Linked DNA regions of Zea mays: region 1 is linked to region 2. The links are chromatin contacts, called in public Hi-C maps. All regions are on one chromosome and are shown on one strand. Each heading gives the region's core, a stretch centred on a gene start, on an enhancer-like site or on the middle of the called end of the contact. The rest is flanking DNA. Distances are from core to core; before and after follow the strand shown. Region 1 holds the start of LOC100275609. Region 2 holds the start of LOC100285668.

Region 1 (7,120 bases), core at 2,726-5,225, 510 kb before region 2:
CAGTGAAAAAAAATGCTCCTTCTGTCTGCTTCAAACGCAGCATAATCTGGAAATTCAAGTACAATGAACTCCTGAATCAGTCACACTCGGTACATTGTTGTGCATCACATGGGACTATGGGAGTGAAAGCCATCCAAGACGAAGGCACAGATAACGCAAACAAAGAGCATAAAGTTGAATGTGGCATTACATTCTTGTGTATTCATATGCAAGTATACAACAGTCCCCATACAGGAGAATGGTGCATGCCAATAGCTAGCTCTCTTGTACAAACAATCAAATATATTCACGACGAAAAATAGCAACCATGAATGATGTATCAAATTTTATCAAGCCAGAGAGACCTCAAGGGAGGACTTTGCCAGCCATAGCAATCCAGGATCATTCCTTTTCAATACCAGGTAAGTCTCAGCACGCCCAACCTCATCTGAGATTACATCCTCGCAGAAACCAATCAATTCAAGAACCTCCATTGCAGCTGGTTTTGCAGTAAAAGAGACTAAACATTTAGTATAGATTCATTTCAGGAATTCAGTAAGAAGTGGCAAGTGATGGAGCAAACAGTAATACCTTTATAGTTTGCTAAGCTCCTTTGGAAATGTGGATTGGACTGCAGATGTGGGAAATGGTAAGGATTTGGAAAAAATAGCTTTATCAAATGAATGATGCATCATAATATGCAAGGATAATGAAAAACAAGAACAAATAAGTATACCTTACGCAATCTCTTATACTTAATGTCATTTGGATGCTCTATAACATTCTTGATAATCTTAAAGAGAGTTTGAATAGCAGACTCTGCCTCTACAGGTGTTGCTTGCAACCGAAGCATCTTAATGGACTTCTGGAGTCGTGAACAGAGGGCTCTCACTGGTTCTTCAACCCTTTGCAGCTCATTGATGTTTGAGTCACCAACATGATCGTCAGGATCAGGTTCAGCTTTCAGAACCATGGAATTTCCACTCTGTTCTGTTATCATTTCTGTCCCATTACCAGATTTTAAAACATCTTGACAAGTATCATCAGGATCAGGTTCTTCACCATGCTTCCCATCAATGATCAACTCCTGGTTAGCATTTGAGGAATCAGCAGGGTCAAGTTCATACTTCACAACTGTGATGTGGTTTGTCAGTTCACTATCCATTTCCATCGTGTTTCCATGTTCCAGAACTTCATTACTACCATCATCAGGGTCAGGTTCACTAAGGTGTCTTACATCAAACCTCAGCTCCTGGTTCAGATTATTAGCATTTGAGGAATCATCAGGATCAGGTTCTAGGCATCTATCAAAACTTTGCTTGCCAACATCGTCAGGATTAGGATCAGAGTAACCAATAGTATGCTGCCCTGCAAATGATAGCCCAGCTGCTGAATCCACATGCATAGCATAATCTGGATCTGGCTCTACCTTCACAGTTTCATGAACAAAACCTCGAGGAACATCATCAGAACTATATTCAATTTTAGTGCCTGAAGCATGATCCACATTTGCAGATGCATTCAGAAAACGCTGGTAAGCAGCAGCTCCAGACAACGCACGAGCGCTAGCAAGCGAACTTGACTCTCCCCCGAGCCTGTGACCAGCAACAGTTATCTCTGGTTCTAGAACAAATTCCTCTTCATATGAATCGAAGATTTTACGACCACTCAACATATGACCTGTAGACTTGGTCCAGTCCATGGAAGCAGCTTCCTCGTTCAACTGCCAAAAATTAAAAAGCAAAATTAAGATCAAATAAACGCAAATGTAACAAGATAGGCAACCGAATGTGATGGGAATATCTAGGAAACACCTGCTTATTAAGGGCAAAAAAGTTTGCATCATGTTCAGAGTGCACCATATGTGCCTGCAATTGCAATACAGGCAAAGAGATATCTTTAGTGTAAGATAAAAAAGACCCCATGCAGTGAACAAAAACTATGGGAAATCTTTAAAAAACCAAAAAAAACATACAAGCTCATGAAGTAGAGTTTTCTTGATACTTTCATACTTCCTGAATCCCTTCAAATCATCAGTTCGCAGGCGAAGAGATATCTCCTCTCCCATGTTCTGCATGAATAATATGACCCACAGGTATATTTCAGAAACTAATGTGTTACTTTTTCTAGCAATCTATTGCATATAAATTGTGACAGCTTATGTTCACCTTATTGAAACCTAAAATACATTTTGGACTGATGCCTACATATCCAACAGGAGCCATCTCAGTCATGATTCCGACTCTCCATTTATGCTGAAAACAACAACAAAGTCAAATAAAAATGGACCTCCCTTAGTAAGCATATGATCACTTCTTTAAGGCAATTACCTTTTTCATGATCGCAATTACACCAGGGTCGCATGCAAGCATGTGCATTCGTTTCAGAGCTTCCGAAGGTGGAGGATTCAGCTAGCAGGGAAAAGGTAAGTAAACAGGTACAGCAGATTAAGTCAAAACAACCCCATTGCACATCCAAGGACATACAAATTAGAAATGTGTGTACTTGTACTAGCATGTTCTAGGCGAGGTTTTACAATAAAAATCATAATTGTTGACACTATAAAGCAATTAACACTTTTTGCAACTCCGAGCCCAAAACAAGCAGTCCCAGACAGAACTTTGTGCAAAAATACACTGATGTAGTTCCTTAAACCATTAGCAAATATTTAAGGTGCATACTGAATGAACTTATTGAGGTGAAGAGTGTACATAATTCAAGCAAGGTACAGGAAACTGGAACATCTGCAGGGCACTAGGCACTACAAAGCAGGTAGGAGAAGGGAGGTTGACTAACCTCAATCCCAGGTAAGTGAAGCGTCCGAAAATCGCAGAAGATGTATTGTCCCTGGGGAAGTTTGAGTGAAATCTGTGGCCTGCCTAATGATCTTTGCCTAAGCCGCTGTTCTTCTTCATCAAATCCAATAATGCGTTGGTCAGGTCTTTTGCCATTGTCGGATACCTCCTCGATTTCATCATCATAAACTCCCATCATTCGGATAGGTTTTCCCTGTAGTAAGAAAAACTTCAGTCACAACGATTTCATACGCCATCTGCCGTTATAATATCCACTGTCAAGTGATATACTAACGAGTATGCGAATGGCACACGCTAGCCACATCTTACCTCGCTAATACCCACTCCATTCAGTGTCAATCTCGAATGTGCATCCGAAAATGGCATGATCAGCTTGGAGCCTTTGTTTGTAGATCGTGGAACAATGAGCTTCAACGTCTCTGGCCTAACACTAGTCAAGTCCTGCAACAGTTGCCCAAACTCTTTCACGGTACAACTTGGATCCGCATCCACATCAAGTTGGCTGCCCCTCCAGGTGACCGAAAACCGAGCTATCCTGTTCCCATCCATCTTGCTCCTGATACAAGACCCACCTCATGCTATCAATTCCTCGGATTACCAAAAAAGCATGTGATAGTGCTACTGATTAGGTTATCAGTCAGGCACGCACGGAACATATGGAATTGGTCATGCAAAAAAAAAAAGAACTCGAAACCTCAAGCGCATCTGATCTAGTAGGATTAATCAACATAATATAGTCAATCATCATCATGGACTAAAATGGGCAATCCGGTTTTATATCTAACAAATTACCCTTCAGCCAAACTATAGCCAAACAACTAAATCTAGCCCCGATACGAACGAGATGACAAAATTCGCCTCGCCAGGAACGAGAACCATCATCCCGTCACAGAAACAGTCGCTGAATCGATTTAAATACTTCAACTGAGCAAATCGAAATTGCGGGTGGACGTATTGAGCGCCCGCCGTCCTGTACGCACCTAGACAGACGCTCGCCGTCGTCGAGCACGTGAACCAGCCGGCTGAAAAAAAAGGCGTGACCGCGTCGGCGTCGGCGTCGCCGGCCTGGGAAACGTGTATTTCTAGGCCACAAGAACGTTCGAGAACGCACGCGGCGATGGCGATGACGGCAGGTTGCCACCGCGGTGACGGAGAGGGGTTTTGGTTCTATGAGCAGTTGAGTGCGCCGTTCGTGTTCCGTCGATCTGCGTCATGGCTGACGGGATATATTTTACGCCCACCACTGCAGATGCCAAACGGGTCGACCGATACACGACCTATTAATAATCTAAGGAGGTGTTTGAATAATAGTTAGTGACTAAAATTAGTTGAGACATCCAAATAACTTAGCTATTTTTGGTAAATTAGTTAATAGTTGGGTAGTTATTTGTTAGCTAGCTAATTTTACTAACAATTTTTAGTCAACTAACTATTAGTTCTAGTGCATTCAAACACCCCTTAAGTCATAGTTTTTTTATCTTTCTTTAATCTCTGACTTAGAGTATGTTTGAATGCACTAAAGCTAATAAGAGCATCTCCGAGAGACTCTTCATTTTTTCTCTCTATTTGACTATCTATTTACGTTTTCATAAAGATTACATTCTATATATAGCATCTCAGTCCAACAGACTATCTATTTAGTTTGGCTAGTCAGGTGACTAGCCAAATTTAGCTAGTGAGAGAGCCAATTTACAGAGTCAGATAGCTTGCGAGTCAGATAGCTAGTCTGTTGGAGATTTAATTCACTATTGAGTAGCTAAAATTTGGCTTAGCGAGTCATTTAGCTAGTCTCTTGAAGATGCTCTAATTAGTTAGCTAAAAATATACTAATAGAATTAGCTAGCTAACAAATAGTTAGCTAACTAGTAGTTAATTTACTAAAAATAGCTAATAGCTAAAGGGTGTTTGGATGTCTCTAGCTAATTTTAGCCATAATTATTATCTCTAGTGCATTCAAACACCTCCTTATATTCTTAATCTACCTCAAACTTAGAGCATCTCCTAGAGCTTTTTAAAAGTTTCTCCTAAATTAAATTTTTTAGGAAAAACAAAAAACGTGTCTTCAACAGTTTCCCTAAAACACTCCTAAATTTTTCATATCCCTTAAAACTCTTTAATTTGTAGCTACAAGTAAGAGGTTTTTTGGGCTTCTTAGAAATAATCTATCGTTTTAAGGGATCTGTTAGAAAAATAATTAAAATCTAACCCCACTAATTTTTTAAATGTCCATTAAAACTGATTTTGAGAAGTCATTTTCAAGAGATCTATTGGAGATACTCTTAGCACCACAAGCACTTTTTTCCAAAAATAATCCGACTTCTCAATCTTACTAAGGTGCTCAAAAATATTACTAAGGTCATTTAGAACTTATCTAAACTTATAAAACTACTCATATTTCAACTTATCAAAGTTTTACCTCTTCTGACCTATGTTTGAGCTATCTTTCTCATTGAATGCATCAATCTTATTCTTATGAAGTTGTATTCACTTACTTAACAAACTAGTTAGATTACAGTATTGTGTTGATCATTAATCACCAAAATCAATATATAAATAACATATAGCATATTTTCTTTTCAACTCAGACGCTATCCTTGCTGTGCTGCCACCATGGTAGGTCTTGTTCGGTTATTCCCAATACACATGGATTGGATGGGATTAGAAAAAATTAAGAAGAAATTTGACTTGTTTGGGATTCAAATCCATCCAATCACTACCGGAATCCAGGCATTTGTCGAGTGCTAGGAGCTTTGTCGAGTGTTTTTAGTCGGGCACTCGGCAAAGACAGCTTTGCCGAGAGCCACACTCGGCAAAGTCCTACACTCGGTAACGAGGTTGTTTACCGAGTGCAGGACACTCGGTGCAGAAGAACACTCGGCAAAAACTTCTATGCCGAGTGTCGAACCCTCGGCAAAGAAGGCGCTCGGCAAAGAGCCGTCAACGACCGTCTAAAGCTGACGGCCGTTAACCTTTGCCGAGGGCCGTCGGTTGTCACTCGGCAAAGAGGATTCTTTGTCGAGTGCCCACCAGCTGGCACTCGGCAAAGACAGCTGTGTCGAGTGTCTTTTCTGGACACTCGGCAAAGTATATTTTTATTTTTTAAATTTTGGCAACCAAACTTTTTGTGGTATGTTTCTACACTATGTAGACCTACTTGTACCATTTTGGGACAATTATAATTTATAACAGTGTTTTCAATAGCTAGTAGATTTAGTTCGTTTATTTGAATTTCTTCGGAAAATTCAGATTTGAACTGCAAATCACTCGAAACTTAGAAAACCGTGCATGCAAAAATGATATTTATGTTAGGTAACACAAGTTACGACCGATTTCACGAGCAGACCGGAACCTTCGAGCACCATGCTCACTAAACATGACCGTGAACTTTCCATCCAGTTGTTTAAAAATTGTATAAAACACAAACAAAGTCAGAAAATCATGAAACTTGTCCACGTGTCATTATCACAGGCTCTATATATGATATCATGACACATGGACAAGTTTCATGATTTTCTGACTTTGTTTGTGTTTTATACAATTTTCAAACAACTGGATGGTAAGTTCACGGTCATGTTTAATGAGTATGATGCTCGAAGGTTTCGATCTGCTCGTGAAATCGATCGTAACTTGTGTTACCTAACATAAATATCATTTTTGCATGCACAGTTTTCCAAGTTTTGAGTGACTTGCAATTCAAATCTGAATTTTCCGAAGAAATTCAAATAAACGAATTAAATCTACTAGCTATTGAAAACACTGTTATAATTGTCCCAAAATGGTACATGTAGGTCTACATAGTGTAGGAACATACCACAAAAAGTTTGGTTGAGAAAAGAAAAAAATAAAAAACATACTTTGCTGAGTGTCCAGAAAAGACACTCGGCAAAGCTGTCTTTGCCGAGTGCGAGCTGGCGGGCACTCGGCAAAAACAATAAGTTAAGGTTTTGCCGAGTGCCTGTCAGTCGGCACTCGGCAAAATATATTTTTAAATTTTTTAGAAATTCTTTGCCGAGTGCCCGTAATCTGGCACTCGGCAAAGCCGCTGAATAATACACCAGCCGTCTTCCTCTTCTTCTCTTCGCTCACTCTCTATCTCCCACCGCGCGCAGCACACTGCGCCGCCCCCACCGCAGCACGGCCCTACCGCCGGCCCTCGCGTCGCCCCCACGCCGCCGGGTCGCGTGCCGCCGCCCCTGCGCCCTGCTACCCGCGCGCTGCCAACCATGCGCGTCGCGCCATCTCCGCCACTCCGGCCCTCACCCCGTCAATCTCGCGCCATCCTCCCCGCTTCGTCCATCTCCGCCAACCACCGCCGCTCCGGTTAA
Region 2 (6,754 bases), core at 1,004-3,503:
AGATAGAGTTTAATTTGGAACTTGCAAGTAGTACTGGAGTGCTTTCAGATCTCCAAAATAGGTAGTGATAGGACCGACCAACCCACTTGAAGACAAGTTTCTGCCAAATAAATGAGGAATACAATTAGCTTCTGTTCTTGCTGTGAGTCTAGCTTGAGAGTTTAAACTGAAACTTAGACTGCTATAGCGATTCAATTTTTTTTATATTTTTTATTTCAAATATGTCTGAAACATACAATACTGTTATTTTTGGAAACCAGTTGGAGGATCGGTAGTGCAGTCCAGTCCTTCCCATGCAAAAGCTTTTGCATTCAGCATGCTTTCAGTTTTCTAGAGTAGTTTTCTTTCAGGCTTTCAGTTTTTATATTTGTATTTTTTTCACTGTCAAATCATTTCTTCGGTATAATTGCAATTGTACAATATATTGTGATACCTTGTATTTTACTTGATCAATTGACAATTATACTTCACTATGTATACAGATGAAATTTTAGATTTTACGTGATATATCAATATGTAATTGATGGGCCTATGAAATTCTGAGAATTCAGAGAAGTGTTGATTTGTTGCCGGACACATCACTCAGCCATTGAATTGTTGCCGGACTTGCTTCTTTTGTTTCCTTGTTGAATTCTGTTATATATGGCAGGGATTAACCGAATGAATATTTTGAGGCAGGGATTAAACCATAGAGGGATTAAACCCCCAAGGGAATTAAGTGAAAGGGAGGGATTCACTCAATCCCTCCCTGGATTAGATCCACTAGGGGAAATTATCCCCTGCAAACGAACATGCCCCTACAGTTTCGGATGAGATTGACATGATCCGGAATGAGATAGACTCGCCTTCGCCTGCTTGCTTCATGCACGTTGCTTTCACATGCAACAGCTCGATCCAGCAGGCCGTATTGCCGGAGGCTCCTCCGGCCTTGCTTGTCTGCGACAGCAAGATCACTCAGGAGTCAGGACATCTCTCTCTCTCTCGCGATCGATCGACGCGGTTTTGGCAACATTAGCTAAAGTCATGTGCCCGGAGATCTTCTTGGTCAACCAACCACAGGATATCTAGCTAGCTACTTCGTCTGTGCGGTTTAACTGAAAACAAAAAATAAAACGGGCGCTATTGTCAACGCACTCTCATCTGAATGGCCGCCAAGTCAACTCAACCACCGCCGGGGTATTCAGTTTGGCAGCTGAAAAACTTGATTAATTTGGGACATGCCCCACAGATTCATCAGCACTACTGCATGCACCTGTGCTGATGAGGGCAGAGCAAGGGCCAAGGGGGCGGGGGAGCCCATGAGGCAATCACTCATCAGACGTCTCGTTCCCCATGCTGACAAAAAAGGGCTATGCCAAAGAGACTACTATACATTCATCAGTCGTATAGTGCGCAAAATCTCAATCCAGAATCCAAAGAGGAGGAGATGCACCAGAAAGTTCCCGCCTTGTGTCAAAAAGTGGTCTCAGAAAGATGAGTGGATTGGACCGCTCCTTATACTTGGCGAGGTGCTCACTTTTTTTAAAAAAACTTTTCCCCTTTTTTTTCCTTCTAAAATACTCTTTCAGGAGTACTGGAAATCTGTCGAGAAATGGGAGTATTTTCTGGATTATACTATACATTTTTAAGCGCAACTGCGTACTAAACAAGAAAATAAAAAGGAGAAAAAAATGCAGTTCGGTACTCCTGTACTCATCACTCCCTCAGTGTGTTTTAAGACGACAGGGGCACATGCTTGCTGTGCCTACCCTTTGTTGCCTGTTTTTCTCATATTAATTATTTCGATGTTAATTAGTCTATTCGTTTACCTTTAATCTATATCATTTTCTACTACCTATTGCAATTACAGATTGCAGATACACTCGGTATTTGCATTGCTTTCCATACTGTACTCAGTGTATAGCTTAGGAACCACAACGAATATTAATTAAAAAACGTGTCTTTATCGAGACAGCCACCACCATCCCACATGGCAATTTTTTTTGGTAACTTGTCTTTATCTTGGAGTAAAATGTTCACCGTCTCACCGTCATTGGATTCCATCACCCGCGAGGAGAGGATAGAGGAGACGAGAGGAGAGCATCATCGTAATAGTCAATTAAACCAACACCCAACCAAACCCTAATTAAAAACCAAAATGCCATTTTTTTAAGCACGGACCTCCAAGCAACAAGACCATACGATACAAATGACTCCACTAGACCTGCAAATCTCGAGCATCATCAGAACAGTTTGCAGACAGACAGGCAGGCAGCGGCAGTTACCACCGCCACCTCCACCCTGTGCTCCACCGTGTCGCTTCCCTCCCGTTGGCCGTCATGGGCTCCTGCCTCTCCTCCGAGGCCCCCGCCGCCGGCGATGGCCCAGCGGCGTGGCGGAAGCGGCGCCACGGGAGCCGGGAGGGCGCGGCCGCCGGCGCCGGCGCCGCCGGCGGCGGTGGGAAGAAGCTGCCCGGAGGAGCGGGGGAGATGACGGAGGACGAGCTCGCGCGGGTCCCCGGGAGGTTGTGCGGCAAAGGCGCCAGCGCGGTGGCGTGCCTCCACACGCAGCAGGGCCGGAAGGGCACCAACCAGGACGCCATGGTCGTGTGGGAGGTGAGCTCGTAAACGCCGCTTCTTGCCGGATGCCGGGTGGTGATTCCTTCCGGTGGACTCCCGTCAGTGGACAGTGGCGGCTGCCCGCTCCGTCTGCGATCCTTGGTCCCCTAAACACTGCTTTCTCTCTCTCGTTTTTTTTCCGCATGATTTTGATTATCGAAAATGATCGCGCTTATACTAGATGGTAAATGGGCGGGGACATATTTTGGTATTCAGTTTCGTTTCTTTCTGATTTCGAGGAGGGAAGCGTCTGCATGTAAAAAAACCTGTAATTTCTGAAGTTAGGAGGGGTTTATCTTTAGGACGCACAGTAAACTCTTGTGAGGTGTTCTTTGCAGCGAACAGTGATCTAGATAGATTCGGATCTGTAGCTGTTGTTCGAATTCGGTTTTTTTATATGGTTTGGTTTTTATTCGCACCCTTTCAATCCACGGACGGGACGGCTTTATTCCAAATGCGCGGTGTATCATGTAGATCAATCGAGTTTTTTTTTATCAGAGAAGTGATTAGTATCCAGAGGAGTTGAAAATTTGTCTGATGCTTTCTCAGAAGCAGAAAAGGGTCGATTTCTCAAAGAGCAAACAAGGAATGGTCGAAGAGGGTAGCGCGCACGAGTGGTTGGGATATTTAATATTTTCCCCAAAAGATCGAGTGGTTGGGATATTGGAGCATTGCTCATCTACCGTCTTTGCTTTTGGTTCTAAACGTTGTTTGGAGTTTAGGCCAGGCGAGATTCTTTACTGTGTTCCTTCGGCTACCTTTTGTACCTTTCTTTGTATTGATCTCCTTTTATTCGACGACTGGTATCATGTTGCTGCTTTCTTGAACCTGATGAGCCTGTGCTGTCAAGCAATTGGTTGGGCCTGTCTTATTCCATTTTTTTAAAGATCCATCATAATCAATTCATCAATTTCTCTTTAGTTTCATTAGTAAGCAACTGGCACATTAAGTTGTGATCCTTATCTCATAAGTTGGGTATAGCAGCGAGAGAGCGTGAAATTGACCTATGGATGGTCTCACACAATTTTTAGACCTAGCTAACATATGCAAGGTTGCTGTCCTGTGAGTATTAAAGAATATATCTGTACACTTTAGTTTAGCACAAGTCAAAGAAGTAAGGCTAGCCGCACCGACGAGCTGGACACGCGAACGCTAAAGGATAGCGTAGAAATTTTGCTGCACTCGCGTACTGGATGTGCTACTCTATCCACTGTAGCCGCGATTTGGACGCTACATCTGGAGTTCGGCCGGTGGCAACTCTATGCACTGTAGCCGGTGGGAACAGCCAGCCAGCCGGTGGGAATTTTTGATATATATTGATAAAAAAATGTGGTAGTTTGTATAGGGTTGAGATATAGAGTAGTTTTGAATGCGGGAGTTTGGCTACTGTATTTTAAAATGTTGATGACTAGGATAGAATATTCCTTTTAGAGTAGAAATTTAGAGTAGAATGAGTGTGGATAGCCTAAAGGCAGTCTCTCTCTCTCTCTCTCTCTCTCTCTCTCTCTCTCTCTCTCTAAGTTGCATTGCGAATCATGTCCTTCAGAAGACAGTAAAAAGACTTTATGCCTATAGATTCTCAGAATGGTTCTATTAATTAGAATGAGGTACTTCCTGTTCATTTTTTAAAGTTTTGTTGAAACTCAGGATTGGGTGATGTGCCTTTGTTACCATCTTGGGGCTTCAGTTTTACTCTTCACATTTTTTTTGTTTTATGTACAATGCCCATTGTGTACAGGAGTTCATATTTTTCTATTGATCTTTGAACATTTCACAGTATGCATGTGACTGTTGCAGATTGATTTGCTGCTGATAGGACTTTTCTGAACGTAGTGTAGGAATGTTTCTTAGTCGCAGTGTGAAACAGACCTACTCAGTTTATATTATCGCGTGTCATCATTCCTAAGTTTGCTAGTTTCATTTCATGGATGATTGGGTGTCCACGCTATAGTCGTTTTTTTTTCTTTTTCTTTGCTTAGCTACTGATTTTCTCCATAGTATTCTTTGTTGATGTTTTTCTTTTAATACTGCAAAACTAGTGGACAAATAAAATGCAACCAGCAGAGTCTGTTGAAAGTTGAAACCTTGTCAATCAGCCTATCTCAATACTTACATAACTTCTTGGTTAGAAAACTACAGACATTACTACCTGATTGGAGTATTGGATACACTCACACACACTAAGGAAAAATATCAATTTATAGTGCAATAAATGCTATTACTTGACTATTGTATGAATTTGCTTTTTTGTCACTGCAGAGTTTTAATTCAAGCGACAGCATCTTCTGTGGTGTGTTTGATGGCCATGGGCCATACGGTCATTTTGTTGCAAAGAAAGTTAGAGATTCACTTCCTGTCAAGTTGCGCACACAATGGCAAACTAGTGCTAATGGGGGCTCTAGTCCTCATCAAAATGGAAGCATCAACTCCGAAGAAACAGGGTCTATTGTTGACGATGAATGGGGTGATGGTGATGACACTGAAAAGCTCCCTGAGATGTTTCTTCCACTGAAGCAATCTTACCTAAAAGCTTTCAAATTGATGGACAAGGAACTCAAGCTGCATCCCACAGTTGACTGTTTCTGCAGTGGATCTACGGCAGTAACATTGGTGAAACAGGTGATTGATATTTCAAAACTTACCTTGGTGTTTGCACATACTGAAGTTTTTGACAGAAGTGGTAGAAGTACAACTAAATTACTGAATGAGCTAGACATGTTTTTGTTAGGGATTGGACCTTGTAATCGGAAATCTTGGGGACTCAAGAGCAATTATGGGGACAAGAGACGCCTCTAACAATCTAACTGCTCTGCAACTCACAGTTGATTTGAAGCCTAACCTTCCCAGTATGTTCAATTCTTACTTTGATCATTTCATTGACCCTGAAGGACGTCTGAATCTGCATATTTGCTCTTTCTTTCCTCTCTGTCCTCGAGGTGCCTTTGTTCGAACTATGACACCAATAAGATACTTGTCCACATTGGTGTTTCCTTTGGGTTGTCGAAGTATTTAATCCTTATTTCTTCTTTTTTAGGGGAAGCTGCGAGGATACAACAATGTAAAGGACGGGTCTTTGCTCTTCAGGATGAGCCAGAAGTTGCCAGGGTATGGTTGCCAAATAATGACTCTCCTGGATTGGCAATGGCAAGAGCCTTCGGGGACTTCTGCCTTAAAGATTATGGTTTAATATCTGTTCCAGAGATATCATATCGCCGCCTTACCGAAAAGGATGAATTTATAATACTAGCCACCGATGGGGTATGCACCAGTCAATACATGTGACTTTAGTTTCCAGTCCCTGCTCGGAGTAGCTGTCTTTTTATCACCTTCACAGGGAAAAGTTTTAACAAAGTATATCTGCATCAACTTTCTCATATTTGCAAAGCTCAATGCATGTAGGTATGGGATGTTCTCTCAAATAAGGAGGCTGTCGACATAGTAGCATCAGCCCCATCTCGTGCGACAGCAGCCAGGGCCCTTGTTGACTGTGCTGTCAGGTCATGGAGGTTGAAGTTCCCAACATCCAAGAGCGATGACTGTGCTGTTGTCTGCTTATTCTTGGGTCACGAGAAGTCGGCCGACTCGGTTCAAGGGAGTGAACCCAATGTGGAGACAGCAGAACCCACCGTGGAGGTTTCCAGTTCCACACAGGATTCCAGTGCAGGGGTTGACGAAGACATTGCAGATGCTGGCATGCATGTATCTAGTGCAGTGCACATTTCCGAGGCCACGCTGCAGCACTCCACCACGTTAAGGGAGGTCGACGAGATTGTACCGGTCGACGAACCTACAGCCTCGAAGGAGCCTGGAAGGTGCGGGTCTGCTCGCAGCCTGGCAGATTGCATATCGACAAACGAGGAAGAGGAATGGTCCGCGCTCGAAGGCGTGACACGGGTGAATTCCCTCCTGAACCTCCCTAGACTACTGTCGGGCGACAAGCGATCGACCAGCTGGAGGAAGCGGCGGTGACCGGTGAGGAAGCTCTCCTACAATTCTTTGCCGAGTTCAGGTGGGGGTTCATGCAGAGGCGCGGCTCAACCCAGTACTGGCATTTTCAGCCAGGCGCGTGCAAAATCCTTTAGTCTCTGGGAATTTGTTATAGCTGATTTTTAGGCTTCCCCAGATTGTTTTGCCGGCAGGCGCGGGCGTTTCAGATT

The links. Hi-C and Micro-C count contacts between places; a contact is called where the count stands out from the background.
Region 1: a Hi-C map of ear shows a contact between it and region 2, with 2.7 times the contacts expected there. The contact joins the promoter of LOC100275609 here to the promoter of LOC100285668 in region 2. A contact is called at or near these places in 3 of 25 Hi-C or Micro-C datasets (ear, leaf and tassel).

What each region holds. Positions count from the first base shown.
Region 1 is chr1:188,752,044-188,759,163 of Zm-B73-REFERENCE-NAM-5.0, reverse strand. LOC100275609 reads right to left here and starts at 3,975. Exons shown (of 10, transcript NM_001365910.1): 1 at 3,776-3,975; 2 at 3,105-3,351; 3 at 2,776-2,988; 4 at 2,310-2,390; 5 at 2,148-2,234; 6 at 1,955-2,050; 7 at 1,794-1,847; 8 at 716-1,702; 9 at 571-610; 10 at 5-478. The coding sequence starts at 3,344. The coding sequence ends at 330. LOC109943478 (wall-associated receptor kinase 5) reads right to left here and starts at 46. Exons shown (of 3, transcript XM_020546590.2): 1 at 1-46.
Region 2 is chr1:188,239,780-188,246,533 of Zm-B73-REFERENCE-NAM-5.0, reverse strand. LOC100285668 reads left to right here and starts at 2,253. Exons shown (of 5, transcript NM_001158559.2): 1 at 2,253-2,594; 2 at 4,857-5,216; 3 at 5,326-5,443; 4 at 5,632-5,855; 5 at 5,997-6,754. The coding sequence starts at 2,319. The coding sequence ends at 6,566.